Linked DNA regions of Mus musculus: regions 1, 3, 4 and 5 are each linked to region 2. A link is a contact called in public HiChIP or PLAC-seq and promoter capture Hi-C data. All regions are on one chromosome and are shown on one strand. Each heading gives the region's core, a stretch centred on a gene start, on an enhancer-like site or on the middle of the called end of the contact. The rest is flanking DNA. Distances are from core to core; before and after follow the strand shown. Region 1 holds the start of C130023O10Rik (RIKEN cDNA C130023O10 gene). Region 2 holds the start of Rcn1 (reticulocalbin 1). Region 3 holds the start of A930018P22Rik (RIKEN cDNA A930018P22 gene). Region 4 holds the start of Mpped2 (metallophosphoesterase domain containing 2). Region 5 holds the start of Arl14ep (ADP-ribosylation factor-like 14 effector protein).

What was found. Promoter capture Hi-C pulls out the DNA fragments that hold promoters and counts their contacts. HiChIP or PLAC-seq counts read pairs in DNA pulled down with a chosen protein or histone mark.
Region 1: an H3K27ac HiChIP or PLAC-seq map of embryonic stem cells shows a contact between it and region 2, with 7 times the contacts expected there. The contact joins the promoter of C130023O10Rik here to the promoter of Rcn1 in region 2. A contact is called at or near these places in 2 of 39 promoter capture datasets (hippocampal neurons and liver) and 1 of 115 datasets of contacts at active chromatin or transcription factors (embryonic stem cells).
Region 3: a contact with region 2 is called in a promoter capture Hi-C map of pre-B cells, with 5 times the contacts expected there. The contact joins the promoter of A930018P22Rik here to the promoter of Rcn1 in region 2. A contact is called at or near these places in 2 of 39 promoter capture datasets (the 3T3-L1 cell line and pre-B cells).
Region 4: a promoter capture Hi-C map of stem cell-derived epiblast-like cells shows a contact between it and region 2, with 5 times the contacts expected there. The contact joins the promoter of Mpped2 here to the promoter of Rcn1 in region 2. A contact is called at or near these places in 5 of 39 promoter capture datasets (cranial neural crest, embryonic stem cells, hippocampal neurons and 2 more), 1 of 484 Hi-C or Micro-C datasets (embryonic stem cells), 3 of 115 datasets of contacts at active chromatin or transcription factors (astrocytes and embryonic stem cells) and 1 of 9 other capture datasets (embryonic stem cells).
Region 5: a promoter capture Hi-C map of embryonic stem cells shows a contact between it and region 2, with 5 times the contacts expected there. The contact joins the promoter of Arl14ep here to the promoter of Rcn1 in region 2. A contact is called at or near these places in 15 of 39 promoter capture datasets (the 3T3-L1 cell line, 3T3-L1-derived adipocytes, the C10 cell line and 9 more), 5 of 115 datasets of contacts at active chromatin or transcription factors (acute myeloid leukemia, astrocytes, embryonic stem cells and 2 more) and 1 of 9 other capture datasets (liver).

Annotation. Positions count from the first base shown.
Region 1 is chr2:106,816,640-106,819,339 of GRCm38.p6, reverse strand. It overlaps C130023O10Rik (RIKEN cDNA C130023O10 gene), which reads right to left and starts at 1,282. Exons shown (of 1, transcript NR_169080.1): 1 at 1-1,282. All of the region lies in intron 4 of Mpped2 (metallophosphoesterase domain containing 2), which reads right to left.
Region 2 is chr2:105,397,981-105,400,680 of GRCm38.p6, reverse strand. Rcn1 (reticulocalbin 1) reads left to right here and starts at 1,362. Exons shown (of 6, transcript NM_009037.2): 1 at 1,362-1,711. The coding sequence starts at 1,476.
Region 3 is chr2:104,121,448-104,124,147 of GRCm38.p6, reverse strand. It overlaps A930018P22Rik (RIKEN cDNA A930018P22 gene), which reads right to left and starts at 1,379. Exons shown (of 2, transcript NM_026634.2): 1 at 819-1,379. The coding sequence starts at 1,317.
Region 4 is chr2:106,691,924-106,694,623 of GRCm38.p6, reverse strand. Mpped2 (metallophosphoesterase domain containing 2) reads right to left here and starts at 1,443. Exons shown (of 7, transcript NM_001143683.2): 1 at 803-1,443.
Region 5 is chr2:106,972,995-106,975,694 of GRCm38.p6, reverse strand. Arl14ep (ADP-ribosylation factor-like 14 effector protein) reads left to right here and starts at 1,298. Exons shown (of 5, transcript NM_001025102.2): 1 at 1,298-1,423.

The sequences.
Region 1 (2,700 bases), core at 33-2,532, 1.4 Mb before region 2:
CCCACAAACATCTTGCATAGAGAATAAAGCCCAAAGAGGGAAATTCTGGAACATGGGATCTCCTGAGGTTTTCTAGCAACTGAGAATGTTCTGGTCTTCCTAAAGAAGGAGCCATTATAGGATTGCTAGGTCCCAGTATTCGAAGGGGCTTTGACAGGAAGATCATAAAGTACTCAGTCGTTTTCAAATCTACAGTGTTTCACACTGAAGCATTCTAAGGCTAGCTCAAGTTAACCAAGTTAACCAGAAATCAGAAAGCATGTCTTCCCATCTTACTCGGTGTTCTATTGCTGTGACTACATACCATGACCACAACAGCTCTTATAAAAGAAAGCATTTAACTGGGACTTGCATACACTTTCAGAGGTTTAGTCCATTATTGGCAGGTTGGGACACATGGCAGCATGCAGGCAGACACGGCACTGAAGATGTAGCTGAGAGTTCTACATTAGAATCCAGAGAAAGCGCGAAGCATGAAGCGAGAGACCCTGGGCCTGGCTTGCATTTTTGAAACTCCCCAAAACACACTTCCTCCAACAAGGCCACACCCCTAGCCCTTTCAAACCATATTCAAACCACCACACCTGCTGGCTCTCCTTCTGCTCCCCCAGACCCTCCATGTATAAGTCAGGGTTGGGTGACAGGGATATACTTTCTTTTTGGAATTTCTGCACACTGTATATGAAGTATCATAAATTAGTTTTGCTCAGAGGTGGGAAGTATTGTTAGAAATCCAAACATTTATTTATTTTCCCAGAAACAAAAAACAAAACAAAACAAAACAAAAGACCTGGATTGAACTATCTGGAGACAAACAGCAACAAGGAGGCTTTGTCTGAGAGTCTGTCTGGCATCTGTTGCAGTCTGTAGATCCCATGAACACAACTCTTACAACGGCACACATCTGACCAGGTGCACCCTGAAGCAGTGCTGGGCAGATGGCGGATTTACGCTCCTCTTGGAGGGTGTCATGTTTAAGTTCAGGTGCTGTTGTACCTTCTTTGAATGCTGCCTTTCTCTGTCCAGTCAGACTATTCTCTTCTTGTGCATTTCTGCATCCCCTGACTACAGTGTAAGGCTTGGTCCTCTCCTTATCCCTCAATGGAAAAAGATCAACTCTGGGACTCTTGATTCTTGTCACCAGAGTTGTGTTCTTGGGAGCAGTGTGAGGTGGCAATGATTTCTGCTGAAAACAACCTGAGAGCATGCTTGTGGGACTGTAGGACAGGCAACCATTATAGAAAATGATAGTGTCACTTCGTAAGTTAAAGGTAGAAATAACATATAGTACCGCAAGAACTAAAACCAGGGCCTTGTGTGCAGGTGCTCATAGCAGCAGTACGCAGAATCCATATTATATGGTAACACCCTGAACCCATCAGCAGGTGAATGAGTAAACAAAATGTGGTATATGAATACAATGGAGTAGGTAAACGAATGCAGTGTATGTTAGGACCTGGGTAAAATAGTAAGGCCTAAATGGAATGTTAAGGCCTAGGTAACAGTTACCTGGCTAGCTTGCCATTATAAGGAAACTTTTTCATATCATTTTCTATAGCAGTTGCCTGTCCTATAGTTACTAGGAAAGCTTCTAATGCCAACCTGAATATCTGCTGTCTTATGCCCTTGGAAATCAATCACAATACAAGTCAGTAGGACGGTTTTGCATGGTTACTCACAATAAGCTTGGACCTGAACCAACCACAAACAACACTTCCTGCACCTGTGTATAAGCTTTTAGGGTGTAAGCTGCCCCTGGGAGGGACCCCAACATAAGAGAGACACCTGTACCAATATAAGAGACTATTTGGAACAAGACTTCCATTTTGAATGTAAACGTAAGACCCCCGTGAGAACTGACATCGTACTCGACAGAAAGAGACATGGACGTAGGTAACTGACATCGTGGTAAAGAAGTTAAGACATGACTGTTAGACAAGGCAAGTCCCTTGCCATAGTTGAATACCCCAACCAATGGAAACCAGATAGATGTACAAAAAGACACGTTCTTAAGGAAATCCCCTATCCCTAAATCCTGATTGTTGAAATAACTTGGCACAGATGTTTGTGGATTTTGGGTTTCAAAACCCTTAGGGTTTTAACTATGAATCACGGTTCAGTTCCTAAATCTGGCCCTGGCCCTGGGGCATAGGCTCAATAAACTATCTCTGTCTGACTGAGGTCAGTGTTTGTGGGGTGTGTGAGGAGATTCCTGGACCCTAACAATACACATATGTAAAACAGAATAGTATTCAGCCCTCAAAAGAAAGAAAATTCTGAGACATACTGCATCAGAACCCATTGAAGGAATCTTGTTAAGTGAAATATGCCCCAAACTGCCAAGGTCCAGCCTCAGCTAGGTCTAGGTTCCTGAGAGAAGGTTTATCAGTGCAAACAAATGATTGGAAGTCAAATCGTGGGTTACAAGCTGGCAGTCTATGTTCTGCTCAAGACAGCATTCCATATCGTGCACTCTCTCTTTGTTCTGCTCTGCCTGAGACAGCTTTCCAGACCTCTCTCTCTCTCTCTCTCTCTCTCTCTCTCTGTTCTGCTCGGGACAGCCTTTTCTGGCTATTCTAAAACCTCTTTGGTTGAGATAGCCAACTTTCTGTTAGAGAAAGCTCTCTCTGGTTGAAGCAGCGCTCTTTGCTAGTAAAAACCCCCAAAAGCTCTCTGAATAGCTTATGGGTTTTCTGACCA
Region 2 (2,700 bases), core at 113-2,612:
TAGGTGTGGTCTTGTTGGAGTAGGTGTGTCACTGTGGGTGTGGGCTTTAAAACCATCATCCTAGCTGCCTAGAAGAGAGTTTTCTCCTAACAGCCTTCAGATGAAGTCGTAGAACTCTCAGCTCCTCCTGCACCATGTCTGCCTGGATGCTACCATGCTCCCAACCTTAATGATAATGGACTCAACCTCTGAACCTATAAGTCAGCCCCAATGAAATGTTGTCCTTATACAAGCTGCCTTGGTCATGGAGTCTGTTCACAGCAGTAAAATCCTAAGGCAGCCATAAATGCTTATGTGTATCAGGCTCATCATCTTATTTGGTTGACCGAAAATGATCTTAATAGAAAGATTCTTGCTTCTGTGCTATAATGTCTTGGTTTCCTTACTGTAAGGGCGAGAAGCTGACCTTTTCTTCAGAATGTTAGAAAGGTGGGGGTGAACAGGTGGTTTTGCAGCTTTTAGGGCTGGGGTTAGGAGGAGGCTTCTCTCTTCAACCACAGTTTCCTGGGACTCTTTAAAAGATTCGTCGACCCTCTGACATTTACATGCATTTTTGTGAAGAGTAAAAGGTTCAGACGGGCATTCTCAGTTTGTTAGACACTAGCCACGCGTGGCTATTTACATTTAAGCTCAACTATTGGCTTTGGACCGGCTCCATGTCAAGTATTCAGTGGCCATATAGAGAACATTTCCTTCGCTGTAGAAAGTTATATAATACAGACCATCACTAACTGGTATCATTATTTCGGATTTAATACGCTGATAGGATTTGAGACAGATAGTAGGTTTGTAAAAATGGCTTGCCAACATTCAGAAACGAAAGCTTTATATGATATCTCTGCTTCTTTTAGGAAGCCTTTCTGCCTCTCTCCCATAGGAGCTTGAAAGAACTTCTCCTTATTCACCCCGTCTCCTCCCACAGTCCTCTGGTGTTATCCCATGGATGTTAAGATTGCCTTCTCCCTAACCTAGGGGACCACGCCCATCCTGGCCTCCTTCCAGACTCAAGTGCTCTCCTAACCACAATGCAAATTGTTAACCGGACTTAAATGTTCATCTCTGGGCCAGCCTTGGGCTGAAGTTCGGGCTGTCAGCTGGAAGCTGAGTGGAAGCGCTGCTTTTCTAAAAGCGAAGACGAGCTATCACCCCAAAACATCTGTTGCATTTTCTCAAAGTACTTCTTTCCGGTCTTGCAGAGAACCCTCCAGTCCGCAACCCCCATCATCTGGACCCGCCCCTCGCAACGAGATAGCGGGGAGGGGCCGAAGCGAAACCGGAGCCCGGCGCCCACCACCCTGGCTGGCGACGTGGCTCCGCGGCCCCAGCCTCCCCCGGCGGCGCCGTGGCCAATGGGCGCGTGAGTGGGGCGGCCCGAGCCTCCTCGAGCCAGCCGGGCGCGCCCCTCGCTGGGGAGGGGACAGCGGCAGCGGCGCTGTGAGCCCCCACTGCCCCGCAGCCTCCCTTTGCTCGCGACCATGGCGCGCGGTGGCCGCTTGGGACTCGCCCTGGGGCTGCTGCTGGCGCTGGTGCTGGCGCTGCGGGCCAAGCCCACGGTGCGCAAGGAGCGCGTGGTTCGGCCGGACTCAGAGCTGGGCGAGCGGCCGCCCGAGGACAACCAGAGCTTCCAGTACGATCATGAGGCCTTCCTGGGCAAGGAGGACTCCAAGACCTTCGATCAGCTAAGCCCGGACGAGAGCAAGGAGAGGCTGGGGTGAGGCTGCGGCCCGGGCCGCCCGGGGACCACGCAGGGGCCCATGGCCACCTCAGAGGGAGCCACGCGGGACCACAAGCGCAAAGCGAAAGCGAAATCGCGCCAGTTGGTCTCAGGGGCGAGGCCAGAGCTGAGGCTCAGAGGCACAAAGTTGCCAGCGGGCGCTCAGACCCCCGTGTGGAGGTCGCCACCACACCCGGCCGGGATAGCTTCCCACAGGGAGGCGAGAACGTGGCAGAGGCCTCCGGAGCAGGGAGCGAGAGGGCCCGCCCCCTCATCTAGGTTTCAGCAGAAGTGACTGGAGTGAGCCAGAGTTTGTTGGCTGTGGCCTTTTAGTACCTGGTTCTTTCCCATAGTCCAGAGAGAGGCACTTGAGACTTGCTTAAAAACATCTCAAGATCAAACAAATGTGTAAGAGATGGAGAGGCTTGTTCTTGGCCTGTCTCTAAATCAGGCTGGATGTTCTTGTCCTCTGACCAGTCATCCCAGAAATCAGGTTTTTAAAGGGGCTCATTGGAGCAAGAGGTACAGAGCTGGAAACGGATTCTTTGGCCTCTGCTCCCAGCATTATGGGTGAAGAAGCACTCAGCTTTTTGGCAACTGATTGGGGGCGGAGGGGGCGAGAAAAAAAGAAAACCTGCAAAATGGCTATGGTGGGGCTTTGTGAGTTTAGCCTGGAATCAGGAAACAAACCCGGGCATCATCTCAGTACCCCTACCCTGGTGCCCAGGAGACACTTGACCGTTGTGCAGAGGGACTAGGAGCTAGTGAGGACCAGGTGAAGGCAGGGCTGTGGAGGAACACAGCCATCCTCCCTGTGGGCCACCAGAGCTTCCAGAACCTGCTCCTGGGGGAGGAGGATCTTCGAGTTCTGCTACAGTTGAAAAGAACACAGCCATCTCTGTTCGACAAAGGGGCCAGGGCATTCAGCAGGACAGGATTAATGATACCCATTGTGTAGGTGAATACCTGCCTGTTGTGATAAAAAA
Region 3 (2,700 bases), core at 130-2,629, 1.3 Mb after region 2:
TTTTTTTTCATACTTCACCCCACTATGTGGCAGAGAGGACCAATTTAACCTGTTGTGCTGCAGAGGTGAAATTATCTTTCCAGAGCCATGTGCCTTCCTCTAATAGTCCAATTCAAGCCTTAGAACAGGGGGTGAATCAGGATAGCCTCAGGCTACTAATTCCTGAGCAATTTAATTAGTCCTTCTGGAAATATGGCTGGCTCTAACTGCCTTACTGTCCGCTAGAGAGGCATCTGTTCATATACCAGAGGATTCCTGCTTACATCAGCACTTGTTCTGCTCTGATGTGGATCCCCAAAACCTCAGACTTTAGACCAGATGTCAAAGTCCAAGATCTTGTCCGAGGGTTTGGGGCCCAGGGAAGGGCAGAGGCCAAGGCTCCTCAGTGAATGACTGTGGGGCTTCAAGGTCTGGGCGATTCTTATGATCTCCTTCCACCCACAGACCCAGCTTAAGATTTGAATACTGAAGATTAATGTCTCTAGAGATAGGGAGCCTGTTGTGGGTGGAGCTCTAGATTACAGAAATGTGGTCTTACTGTGTAGGACTGCTAAATTTAAGAAGAGTGTGCTTCAGGTGTGAAGAGTCAGTGTCAAATTACTTCAAGGGCTAGCCCCTAAGGGTTTAAAACTAAAGGGCTTGAATAGCTCAGGTGTGTGGGGAGGCAGGGGTCGGTTGAAATTCAGCACGTGGGGGTCTGAACCTCTGGAGGACAGATATTTGGGGGTGGAACTCCTAGGGCTGGGGTCACATTCTGTTGCCTGACTCTAGGGGGCAATTAAGGCAGCTAGGATTGGGCTCGTTTGGCAGTCACGCACAGCGCTGGGAGTCGAAGCCGTCCCCAGTGATTGTGAGCAGCTCCAGCTCCTTAATCCGGATCTCTAGCTCGCACAGCTCCTCAGGGTGGGAGGCGGATGCGAGCCAGGGGGTCGTGGAGCCGGGGACCAGGGCCGAAGTTGCCATCTCGGGGCCTGGAGGCGGCGAGTAGAAGAAGCGCAGAGGCTCGTAGGGAATAGAAGCCAGGCCGGACGGCCAGGGAGGAGGACACGGGCGCTCGCTGGGGGGACCCAGGCCAGGCGGCGGCGGCGGCACCGTAGCTGGGGGTGCCAGAGGCAGGGATCGGACCCCCGCTACTCCTGCCACCCCGGCCGCCGGCGTCCCGCCCGCCTTCAGCGGCACGAAGAGCTTCTTCCAGATGTTAAAATCGCTCAGCGGAGACGACGAGATGCCCCGGTCGTAGAGCGACGGAAAGTAGAGGGGCGGGGCCGGCCGCTGGCTCATCTTGGGGTTCTGGCTGCCGCGCCGCCCCTTCGGCATCTTTTGAATGGGAGGCTGCGTGAGAGGAACCCCGCGCCGGGAGACGCGCGCCAAAGCCCCGTGTCTAGGAGTTCGGAGATTCCACAGGCCCCGCCCCGACGGAGCGTGGCCCCACCCTTCGCTCTAGCTACGCCCCTAGGAGGCGGAGCTCTGGAGAGCAGAGGCCCCGCCCCACGAGTCAGCTTCGGGCAAAGCTATCGTCCTTGACCTCTTTTGGTGCAGCTGCTGCCCTGCACTACCCGCCCCAAAATAGCCCAGGCACACTTTAGTCTCGGGCCCTAGACTCCTCCCAGAAGCCTTCAATTCTTTTCTGCTGCTAATACTGCACACAGAGTTGGCCGAGGCTGAGAGAGAAATTCAGCTTTCTCCTTTTATCAGGGAGTGGAAAATATTTCCTAACAACCAGACCCTTTGTCCTAGCAATCTTGACTCATTATTTAGAAACTGAAAAAAAATGTGTGGCTGACTTCATTCTCTACAGAGGGAGAAAAGGAAATTTTTCTGGTAAATGTAGAGATGCTATGGAATATTCTGGAAATGGGGAAGCAGTCTGAGTTTGTAATGACCCTGAGGCAAACAACTTTTTTTTTTTTTTTTTATGAAATGCAGTTTAATTCTCTTCTGAACACATAAGTTATCAGGAGCTGACAGGCAGCAAAACACCAAAAGGAAATTATGGGGCCCACCTCAAACACCACACCCATCCCTGAGAACTGGATGTTCTGTCCAAGAGACATGTACAGCTCATTTTTATGAACTATGAGCCAGTAACTAAGGAGAAGTCAATTTCCTTCAGGCTGCTTACTCTTTTAATGATCACCTGCAGGAATGAGCAGGGAGGGTTGGAGGTCATGGAAGCGCAGGCTCAGCTCCGTGAGCGAACTTGTGTATACAGATATGTGCTAAATACATGGGGTGGGGCAGCAAAAGATGGAGTCTGATATCCAGACTGCTAGTCTTGGGCAAGCAGTTTGACTTGGAGGAGAGGCTGGTTGTTTGCTTTTGTGTAACCCAAGTTGGATTAGAACTTCCCATGTGGTCGGCCACATAATTCCAGCAATCCTCTTGTCTCTCTTACCTGGCAGGCGTCAGAGACGAGCATCACCATGCCTAGCATGTCGCTGGACATGTACATGTTTTCTCTCTTTTCCTTTTTAAGTTTTATTGTGTGTGGAACCATGAGTGTGTGTGTGTGTGTGCACTCAGATGCCCACAGAGGTCAGGAGGATATGGGTGCCGGAGACTGTATCAGATCAGGGTCTTCTGCAGGAGCACTCAATGCTCGTACCGGACTAACCCATTTCAATAGCACTGTTTAGTTGTTTGTAAAATAGGTCTGAGCCCCTCCTCCACCTCCTGCATCAAAGAGCAAAGGATATTTTA
Region 4 (2,700 bases), core at 194-2,693, 1.3 Mb before region 2:
CAACTACTGCTTAGGTAGAAAAGAAACTGGGCGGCTACGGTTACTTTTCCACGCTGCCGTACCCCGCCTCCCAGCCCTCTCGCTCGGCAGGCAGCAATCGCCGAGACCGGAGAGTAAGGTCCGGGCGCGGGGGCTGGCGGAGAGCTCCGCGCTGGAGCGCTGCGCGCGCGGGCGGCCGGAGCACAAAGCTGCACCGAGCCGTCCGGCCACTGCACCTGGCCCCGGGCCGCCGCGGGCGCACAGGGCTCGGGCCAACACAATGCACCCGGGCCTAGGCCGGGGCAGCTGCGGCGCACGACCCTGGGACTTTCTAGTAAACAGATCTCGGACTCCCGGGCCCCACCCCCATCCCTTGCCCCGGGGCTTTGCCGCAGGCTTTCGCGGACAACCCCCTCCCCCTGCCGCCACCACCTTCCTGAGAAACCCGGCGGAGGAGGGGGCAGGGAGGTGGGGACCCCGAGAGGTCCGTGGCCGAGGGCTGGGGGGAAGGGAGAACAGGGGGCGAGATGGGGAGTGGGAAGAAGGACAGCTACGTAAAGAAATTCGCTCTCGCTTGTTGGGGGCTTCGGGGGAGACAAATCTGCTCTCCCCGGGTCCTCGAGTGTTCAGTCGGCCAACCTCAGGGTCGGCGGGGCCGCCGCGCTCCGCAGCCCCCGCGCCCTCGCACGCGCCTCTGACAAGGCACCTCTCACCCGGGCTCCGCTTTGTGTGTGCATTTTTTTTTCCCCTTCCTCTCGCGCCCGGCACCGGCCGCCTCCTCCCCCCTCCCCCGCCCTCCGCCTCCCTTCCCCGGGCGGATTACCTTTCCCGGGCTGCGCTCCGGGTCCCCGGGATGCCTTCAGCGCCCGGTGTGCGGGCGAGCCATCGCCAAGCAACCCGAGCCGGCTTGGAGCAGCGCTGGGGGCGGCAGGGGCGAGGGGCGCGGGCGGGCCAGAACCTTCGACCCCGGAGGTCCCCGCCGCCGATCCAGGGCCTGGGAGGGCAGCACAGGGGCGCGGTGCGAGCGGGACGCGGGGTCGCTGCGTGGGGAGGTGGAGAGGACCGGAGCAGCCTCGATCTGGGAAGAGAAGGAGCGAGGGGGCGAGGAGAGGCAGCGAGGGCGCGGCGAGCGAAGGGAGCGCGAGCGGTGCAGTGACAGGGACTGCCACTGGGGTCAAAGGAGCACAGCTCCAGGAAGCAGGGCCGCCCAGGCGCCGCTTGCTGTGAGCTCCCCGCTGGGACCCCGCGCCCTGCACGCCCCTGCCGTAGTTCCGGCCCACTCGAACCCCCCACCCACGCCCCGAGGCCGCGGGGTTTCCAGGAGAGGAGGGAGAGCGGAGGGCGAGGCCCGCAGGCTGCTGGTGCTCCCTGGGTCAAGCAGGCGGCAGGAAGCTGAGCTGCAAGTTCACCATCGTGTGTGATCAGCGTTAAAATGATAGGGGTCGGGGAGATGGGGGCGGGCCACTGAGCGCCAGGAAAATAAGGGAGCCCCCCAGATGGTCGTCTTCTGCAAAGAGAACACCAAGCCCCCGCCCCCCACTCATGAACCTGCCAGGCTCTGTCAGAGGTCCTGGCACAGCTCCAAAGCGCAGAACTCGCTGCAGGGGCAGGAGGAGCGACTGGGGCACTAAGATCTCACAAGAGGGGCGACCCCAGGGTCCCTCCACACTGCTGAACTGAGACTTTCCTATGGGGTATCAAGGCTTCCCTCTCCTAAACCCTCTCATAGAGCCAGAGGCACACACACCCCACTTTGGCTCTGTAATGTTGTTCCTGAGAAAGAAAAGGCCAACCCAGCTGGTGTTTTTTCACCTTCAAGAATTAAGACAGGTTCAGGATAAGAAGGTGAAGTCAGGCAAAGGCTTTAATTGTTTCCGCACCCACACCCCCGCGCCCCTTTGAATCACATTCTCCCTTTCCCAAAGACACGCTCTTCAAATAAATAAATAAATAAATAAATCGAAGTTACTCCAATTTTCTCTGCTACTTTGGAAACCTGGCGGGGAAGGGGAGCGGAACACTAGGATTTGTATGCAAAAGGAGGGCGGGGTAAGGATAGGAAAAGCCGCTGAAATGGTGGGACAGACGGCTTTTTAGAAAACTTGGTTGGCACGGCTGTCTGAAAGATGAGGTGGCCCTGTGATGTTATGCCACTGTCAGAGCCGAAGGATTTGGACGGCGACCAGATCTAATTCCTTTCTAGGAGTCAGATTCAAAAAAAAAAAAAAAAAAAAAAAAAAAAAAAGAAGAAGAAGAAGAAAGAAGAAAAGAAAAGAAAATCTGCATTCTCCGAAGGGAACACCAATGTATGTGCACGAGAGTGAAACCTGTGCTTTGTATACTACATGACAACTGACTAGACGTCCTGGCTGAAATTATATCCCCTAAAATTAAAAAGGAGCCGTTTCAACCTGGCCTGTAGCCTCTGTGCTGAGACTAATTGGTTTCCAAGGTCTGGAAAGGAAGGGAGAGAGGCAGAAGGAGCCCCTTATTTAAAGAAAAAAAAAAAAAAGATCAAACGGAATTCGCTTGAAAATATTTCCCTTTTACAATGGACTTTCCTGACACTTGAATTTTAAGTAGTCCATCTCTTCTGCTCAGGATGCAGAAATGAAGGGGAAATGGGCTTACTGATGTACTTTCATTGTATAGTGTGCCCAGAGTGTCAGTGCTTGCCTGATGGGCTGAGGGGAAAGGACAGTGCCTTCTCTGGCCAAGCAC
Region 5 (2,700 bases), core at 49-2,548, 1.6 Mb before region 2:
CTAATCCAATGGGGCAGGTCAGGGTCTGGCTGGGAGACATCTACTAGGAAGGTAGGTTCAGCTTAAGAGCAAGTTTTCCCTTCCCAGACTCCTTCCAATGCCCCATTCAGTCCTAAGAGCAGAGCCTTGGTTAGGTTTGGCTGACCTCAATGGGTCTGACCTGCTTTCTGAGGCACGACAAAAAAACTGTGTAACTATTTATTGTTCCATCTTTTTCCTTCAGGTGCTGGCCAGAGCTCTCTAACTTAGCATTAGACTTCCTCCTCTTTGCGGAAGTTCCACCTCTCACCCCAAGGCTGTCTGCCACTGAGGCCGGTCATATTTATACTCTACATCTTCCTCTTTGGGACAACTTAAAGATTAACAAATTGCCTGCTCTTGGGTTTTCTTTTTAAAATTCTAATAAGTTGTCCTTGAGTTGTTCTGTTTTAGTTTATTCTTTTATTAATAAAACTAAGATCCCCAGGAAGGAACCCAAATTCCTAGGTTATCATATGTTGACTCTGCAGGGACACCCAAAAATTTCAGGTAATGCTGTCCTCCTTTTTAATCCTTGAGCTGACAAAGAGAACCGAACCCAGTCCTGCACTTCTAGATGACATCACTGGAGGTGGAGTTGATCCAAACACACCATATGTGTCAAATTCTCAAAACCAAGAAAACGTTATATTCATAGCCGCGTGGACTACCTATAGAGTTCTAGGGTCCAGCCTCAACTACCTGGCTGCAACCTTGTCCCAAAATTAAAACAAAAACTCACGCACCTCAAAACAACAATGATTACACCTCTTCTCTCCACCCCCAAAATGTAAAGGTTAATTTCCTGTGGTGTACCTTTTACTCAAAGATCTAGACTTTTTTTTTTTTTTTACAATATATAATAGAGAGAGCGTTTTAGAATATGTTTAGTTGGAATGGATCAAAAAATAAAATGTGAGACTTTAAATAAAAGGTCCATTCCTTGAGTTGCATTTAACTCTCCTCCAGGATTAGGGCTATCTAGGTGCGTTTGTTTGGTGTCCTGCACAGAACAGATTTGCAAACGAAGTAAAGGAAACCTGTGTTTGCTAAGGGCCTCCAAGAGCCTCCCAATTCCCCAACCTCAGGAGAGGATACAAGTTCCCCAAGGCGGGCGAGCAACTGAAGCAACTCTTGCGTTGGATTGAGTCATCCCCCCTTGTCCCCCGCACCCAGCCCTTCCTCCTCCGGAGGCCTCCGGGCTGGCTTCCGCTCTAGGCTCCTCCTGGTTCCTCTCCATGGTACAAGCGGTCTCTCTAGCCGCCCTCGCCGTCCTCTCGGTTTCTGCGCGGGGCCGGCGGTGGTGTGGAAAGCCGAGCTTGGCCTGTGCAGAGACGGTGCTTCCGGAGCCCAGCGGAGACCCGTGGCAGCTCAGGTGGACCGGGCCGGGTCGGGCCGTAGGGCTGTGAGTGGACTCTACCGATGGCACTTGAATGTGGGAGGCCGCGGTGAACCGGGAGGAGTGTTGGGAGGGGAGGCTTGTACGGCGGAAGGGGCTTGTAGCAGCCTGGCACCCGGCTCTACCCTGCACACAGTAGGTCCGCCACTGCATCAGATTGCAGGGTTTTATTTGAACCAGGGCCTCGCCACTGCTGAGCTTCATCCTCAGCTTCTTTGTGAGGACTCACTCGTGCCAAATGTCCTAAACTACCCTCCAACTCATCAAGCCCCTCCTGAGTAGCTCAGATTACAGAAACGAGTAACCAGGCCTGGGGCTTTTAAGTTTTGTTGTTTTGTTTTGTTTTTTGAGACAGTTTCTCTGTGTAGTCTTGGCTGACTTGGAATTCTCTATGTGGACGAGGCTAACCTAGAACTCACAGAGATCCGCCTGCCTCTGCCTCCCAAGTCTAACTTTAAAAACATTTTGTTTTATTACTTTATTTTGTATGGATGGATGTCTTGCCAGTATGTATGTGCCAGCAGTGCGTGGCTGGAGCCCCGACAGATCAGAACAGGGCGTCGGATTACCTTGAAACTGGAGTTACAGGATAGTCTGAGCCACCGGCGTGGGTGCTGGGAATTAACTTGGGTCTTCTGGAACCATCTCTCCAGACCGTCTTTAAAATTCACAATCTTCGCAGTTCTAACCGTGTGATATTTAGTTACGCACTTTGGTGGGTTGAGGGTTTCATTTGTTTCGTTTTGTTTTAAATTTTTTTCTACCCTAGTGCTGTTGATTATGTCTGATGAGTTGAGGCATTGGCAGAGAGTAGGGGCATTAATGAGTGAATCCCACGCGGGGTTGTGGTGGGGATCATTGCAGAGAAGTGGGATCCGATCACATCGATTTCAAGGAGAGTCTGCCATTTGGGACTCTAGGAATTTCTGACCTTGTGTTTATTCAAAAAATTTCTAAAGAGTAAAGTGTCAGAATTTGCTAATTAGAGAAGCCTTGGCTGTTGAGGGAATCCGGTAGTGCCTTGCCTTTGGAGCTTTGCATATAATGCACTAACAAGTAGCAGAGTATGGTGTTGCTGTAAAGCAGAAAGACTGGAAGTTTACTCTTTTACATAGGTTGATGGAAACCTCCGAGGTGAAGGAGGAATTAGTGATGCTTGAAGAATTGATACGAACAAGTGGGGTATACAGATGACTGGATCCCATGGTGGCTGGAGAATATGTGACCCCCGAGCCACCATACTCTGAGGAGGTTTTGCTGACTTGACCTGTGATTGGCCAAAC